Linked DNA regions of Mus musculus: region 1 is linked to region 2. Evidence: chromatin contacts called from public Hi-C data. All regions are on one chromosome and are shown on one strand. The core of a region is the stretch at or near the end of the contact, and the rest is flanking DNA. Distances in the headings are between cores, read along the strand shown. Region 1 overlaps Nuak1 (NUAK family, SNF1-like kinase, 1). Region 2 has its middle 31 kb from the start of Gm33919.

Evidence for each region. Hi-C and Micro-C count contacts between places; a contact is called where the count stands out from the background.
Region 1: a contact with region 2 is called in a Hi-C map of myocytes, with 1.8 times the contacts expected there. The contact joins two enhancer-like sites. A contact is called at or near these places in 1 of 484 Hi-C or Micro-C datasets (myocytes) and 3 of 115 datasets of contacts at active chromatin or transcription factors (cardiomyocytes, extraembryonic endoderm stem cells and neural progenitor cells).

The regions. Positions count from the first base shown.
Region 1 is chr10:84,387,451-84,390,150 of GRCm38.p6, reverse strand. The region is part of intron 4 of Nuak1 (NUAK family, SNF1-like kinase, 1); the gene reads left to right. Among named protein-coding and RNA genes, the nearest start is that of Nuak1, 52 kb to the left of the region's middle. Within about 2 kb of position 1,265, at least 96 of the 459 cell types and tissues checked have an H3K27ac peak or open chromatin away from gene starts, as enhancers often do. A contact at or near this core is called in myocytes, where this site is marked.
Region 2 is chr10:83,894,430-83,897,303 of GRCm38.p6, reverse strand. No RefSeq gene overlaps it. Among named protein-coding and RNA genes, the nearest start is that of Gm33919, 31 kb to the left of the region's middle. Within about 2 kb of position 1,438, at least 57 of the 459 cell types and tissues checked have an H3K27ac peak or open chromatin away from gene starts, as enhancers often do. A contact at or near this core is called in myocytes, where this site is marked.

The DNA of each region.
Region 1 (2,700 bases), core at 16-2,515, 490 kb before region 2:
AGCTTGCCTAAGTCTAAGTGTCTGGCCCCTGCAGGAGGAAATGCATGGAAAGCCAGAAGCTTGGGCAAGTGGTTCTGGGATGGGGTGGTGGTCGGGCCTGCTGTCAGTTTGGACCCTTGCCTTCTAAGGGTTCCATATCATCTGTTGATCTCAGTGATACCCTGTCCAGATTCTTCCTGCCACCTGTCGCCGGGAGCCCTCGGAACTAAATGTAGACTATACAAGGTCTGGAATGTGAGCCTCTCGCCTGGGGATTGGGTTCTGTGGTACAGTGGGACCTCTTGGTCCCATGCTGTAGCCCCAGAAGTGATAAGGTGCATAGCTTCCTGTGGAGTCATAGAATTCCCTAATGGAGCAGAAGAATGGCCAGAATTCAGAGAGCAATTGTGTTGGGGACAATGGGGCAGCAGCCTGGAAGAACAGCTCATTTGTAAAACCCAAAGCAACAGAGAAGTGACTGTAGGGCATGGGGCTCCTGGGGACCAGGTTTTCCACCTGAGAGCCTCTGTTTTTGTATCCAAGTAGCACACATAGTACTTAATTACAAAAGTCAACTTTGGTCCTATATTTTTCTTTGTCTGTTTTCTTAGGAATCTCTGCTCCTGACATTGCCCAGGGTGGGAACGTGTGTGAGCATGTGTGTGTGTGTGTGTGTGTGTGTGTGTGTGCGCGCGCGTGTGCGCACACTCACACATAATCAAATCTGTCCTTTTAACAAGTCATTATTTACTGTTTCCTCCGTTGCTGCAGAGATGTCAACTAAGACCTGATAGTCTAGTTGAAAGAACTTGTTGAGGGTCGATTTCCAGCCTGGACTGTCTAAGGGGTGTGCCTGAGATCAGGAGTTTGTTGTCTTTCTCATTCCAGAGCATCTCCTGGTGCCTGGCACATGTAAGCATTATAACTGATTGATTTGTGGGCAAAGGAGCCCCTAGCCAGGATTAAAACTCACTCCCATGTTTGACTTCCAGGCAAACTCCATCCTCTTGCACCCACTTCCAAGTGTTTTAAAAATGTGTTTCAGCTGGTGCTGATTTGCCTTCCGGCTGCATGGGAATCCGCGCTTCCTGACTCAGCACTTTGCAGATGCATATTTAGAAAGGACAGTTGCTGACAGAAGCAGTCATACACATGGCCACAAGCTGGCCTTCTGTGTGAATGAAAGGCCATCGCTGCCTGGCCTAGGGGGACCGTGGGTACAAATGGACTACCAACCAACCGGATGTGAGTGGCAAGATCGATCGTGCTAAGGGCAGGGGGAGTGGCTGTCACATTGTGGGTCCACCTCTCCTGTGGCCCCGCGGGAAGTCTCTAAAGATGCTTCTGGCTGGAATGTGTTAGATGTTGCTGCAGTTTTGGTGTGAGCCATGTGACTGGTTGCTCTTCCCTTCTGTGCCTTATGCTGATTTGCAATGAGCACATCTGGTTTTGGAAATTATCTATCTGGCCACGGCAAGAGGGTGCGGCTTCTAAAAATATTCACGCAGTCCAACGGCAGAAGGAATGAGCGCGATGCGCTAGCTGCCTTGGGTCGCATTCCACCCTCTGTGGAAGCGTGGACTAAAATAGCACCCAGCCTAGCATTAATTTGCAATTAATGAAAACAGGCCAGATTCACATCCCACTCTCTGGGAGAATGGAATGCTGACCATTCCCAGAGAAGGCTCCTGTAAAAGTGCCTGCCGGAAGAGGGCCAGGCGCCCGGGTCAGCTGACCTCCTCTTGCAGGGCTGGGAATCTGCAGGGCTTTCAGAGCTCAGGAGAGAGGAACAGAGGGGAGATGATCTACTGCCCCTGTGACAATGGAGGCATGGCTGCTGTGGATAAGAGAGTCGCTTTGAATGGCAGTGACAAGAAGAGATAGAAATCTTGGCAGCTTAGCAAGGCGAAGCTTGGCATCATGGACCTCTGGGCTTTGGAGTGTGAGAACTTTGTAGTCTTGCATTAACTCCTTCATTTACCCATCAGGTGCACCCGAGTGTGTATATGTGGGGTTATTTATATCACAGCATACCTGCGCTGCCTGAGGTCATTCTTCTATCCTTTCAGGAGCTGAATATCTAGTATAGAGCATATGGCTTGATCATAAAATACTTAACCAAGTGTCAAATGCTATGTCGTTAGTCCTGTGCCGGGTGTTGGGGGATTTAATGGGGGAGGGATGGCCAGGTCCCTCTTGTCTTGGAGCTCTGAGTCTGGTGGTCATTTAACTAGTAGTGATAACTAGTCACCAAATATTAAGAAGGCAAAGAAGATAAGGTGTGCCCCCCTCCCTGCAGTGGACTTGGGGTTTCAGCTGGGGCTGAAACCAATAAACAAAAGAGTATGTGATCCACTTGTGCTGTGAAGGAGGTTGATCAGGGTGGGGACGGCGCCTGGCAGTGCCGTTCAGTGAATCTGGTCCAGAAAGGCTCCTTTGCATTGCCCTTGAAATCCTCAAATCTACAAAGCTTTCTCTGCCTTCCTGACCTTGGAACACACGGTTCCCTCTGTCTGGAATGCCCTTTCCATTCCCCCTTATCTGTCTATCCTCTAGGGGGTCTTCCTCCAGAGAGCTTTTCTTATCCCTTGGCAGACCAGATGCCCCTGTGCCATCTGGACGTGCTAAACAGGAAGGGGTGGGTCTGTCTAGCCAGATGGAGCAGAAAGCCTTTGAGGGGGAAGTGGTGACAGGCAGAGTTCTGAAGGCTGGGGAAGGGTC
Region 2 (2,874 bases), core at 189-2,688:
TCAAGCTGCCCAGAAGAACTTCCTTTGATACAAATGTGCAGTCATCCATGTGCTCTGCAGAGAAAGTGACAATTAATTCATCTTCACGTTTGCCAAGTGGAGAAGTCCCTCTTGAGATTATCTATGGCCCTGAACTCCTAGCCATCGACCCTTGATCATCCTGGGGACATCTTTCAGCTCATCCACTATGGTGACTCCTTAAATGATTTTTTTTTTCACATGGGAACCTCTTTTCCACTATAGCACAAGTAAGTATCTACTTTGTTTGGTTTTGTTGAGGGCAGTGCTGTTTGGTTTTAGTTTCTCCGTGTGTGTGTGTGTGTGTGTGTGTGTGTGTGTTGGGGGAGAGCTGTTTTTGCTTAAGACTCCTTAACTACCAGACAGAGTATATGCTCAATAAACACATGGTCAATAAGCAAATAACTAGTGGATACACAGAGGGTTTTGGTCCCACAAACAAAGCTCAAGCTTCCACATTTGTCCTATAGAACCTGTTCTGCTCAGAGCCTCCTTGTCTTTCAGTGACTTCCTCCTCCATATCCTCAGTGCATCCCGAGTGCCACGAGTTTGCTGAGCACATTGGCGGACATCCTGGTCCCTTTGCCTGAGTACTCTTCTTCCATGGCCTTCCACATAGGTGCCCATGTAAGACTGGAGTATTTCCTCAAAATGATAGCTGTGCTTGACCTATCACGACAGAGGTCACAGCGGGTCTTATCTCCTGCCTGACAAATCCTGATACTGACCTTCCTCTTTATCCACTTGGCTCTCCTGCAGACAGCCCAACAGCAAGAGCCGGGGGCTGGGATCCAGTCATTTTATTTAGCATCATAGTCTTAACGTCTAGCTCAGCCTTGTCATAGAGTTGGTATTCAACACAGATATGAAGGTAGGACTTAGCTGGCCCAAGTTCATACTTTGCCTGTGCCATTTGATAATTGTGGAGCCCTATCGGATTACCTTTCCAAGACTTACTGTAATACCCACCACATGGTGTCCTGTACACATTAAATGAAGTCTCCAAGAGAAAGCGGTCCAGCACACAAAAGAAACACGTGAAACTGCCCACACTAAGGTCAACATGTGGTCACCTGGGTCCTTCCAGGTCCCACACAAGTCTGTTGTGATGAGAACCCACCACACAGGGAGGAGAAATTCCAAACACAGGAATAAAATGAGAGTCTTAATAGCCACTGTTCCTCTGCCCCCTCTTCATACTTTGTCCCAACTTCTCTGCCTTTCCCACCCTTCCCCATATCCAGGCTCCATCTCTGTGGGTAATTTGAAATTAAAATCCCAAAGTTATTTTTTATAAGTAAGAACAATCACTCCCCTGGCCTGCTGGCACGGCGTCCTGACAGGGGGCTGGCAATAGCCAGCTCACAGTAAGCCCTGCCAGGGGACTGACTGCACATGCTTCTAAGAATAACTCAGTGTCCAAGAATTCTGCCTGCTCTATCGCAAGTCAGGGCCAGTCAGCAGCTGGTTTGCATTAGTGTGGAGGGTGATGGTGTCCCATTTTACTACAGCAAGGCTGGTGTCCCTCCCTCCTTTCCTCTGCTCCCATGTGAGACTGCCGTTGAGCGTACAGTCTTCATTTACAGTCTTGAAAGTGCCAGGAAGGAGTGTGGTTAGAGGTAAACTGCAGAGCAGATTGAGTTTGGGCCCTTTCATCTCAGGTCTGAGCCATCCATCACAGTTCCAGCTGAACATCATCTGGAGTGTCCCAGGGGTATAAGTACCCAAAGGCCACAGAAATAGTCTACGCAGATGAACTCTCCTGCCATTGTCTTGACTTCTGTTTTTTTCTCATTCTTTCTCTCACTCATTCATGTCTGCCCGGAATTACTGAATATAGCCCTGGAGCTAGGAGGTTTCAAGAAGGCATCTTTATCTACGGTGAGTCTTGGGAAGGACAGATGGTACCACTCACCTGAGACATTGGGGTACATTTGACAGCACTGTCTGAGTCACAAACAGAAGGGTCACTTCTGGGTTTCGGTGCTTAAGAAGAACGCAAAGTGCCCTGTGATGCACAAAACACTCTCACGGAAAAAGGATGTCCCAGTCCAAAGCTGTAAGTATGTCTCCCTTGAGAAACACTCCCGGACCAGATGGAGTGTGCGGTCCTCTACTCTCCCATCCTCCTCAGACTCCTATTCCATGGCTCATTGTTTATGAAGGCAGACGTTCTCATTCTTGGCCTCTACATACCTCATCTCCAAATATTTACAATAGAAAGTGTGGGTGCTGGTCAGGAAGGACCAGGGGAGATGCTCCGTTTCACCCGTGTTCGCTATGGAAACGTGAGTGGTTGATGCTTCTCAGATGCCCAGCTTCCATCCATGTAGGGATGCTCCTGATAGCTGGCTGTTATGTACATAGCTGCCATCCCCAACCCCAGTTTCTGATATTGACAAACATGGCTCAGCAGTGCCAGTCAGTGCCTTACACAGAGTGTCACATGCACAGTCGGCATTGAATACCCTGTAGATGTTATGCACAAAATGCCTCTCACTCTGCTTGCCACTCAGCAGTCTTGTGATATCCATCTCTTCTGCCTCCTTCTTCTCATACACCTGAATTGTCTCATTGCTGTGACAAAAAAACCTCACAGAAGCCACTCAGGGAAGGGGGGCTTAGCTTGTCTCACACAGTTGAAGGTCATAGTACATGGAGGTTTGAATGAGAATGGCCCACACTGGCAAAGAGGTTTGAATGTTTGGTTCTCAGTTACTGGACTATTTAGGAAGGATTAGACGGTATGGCTTTATTGGATAAAGTATATAACTGAGGGTGGGCTTTGAGGTTTCAGAAGCCCACAACAGTCCTGATCTTGCTCAGTCTCTCTCTCTCTCTCTCTCTCTCTCTCTC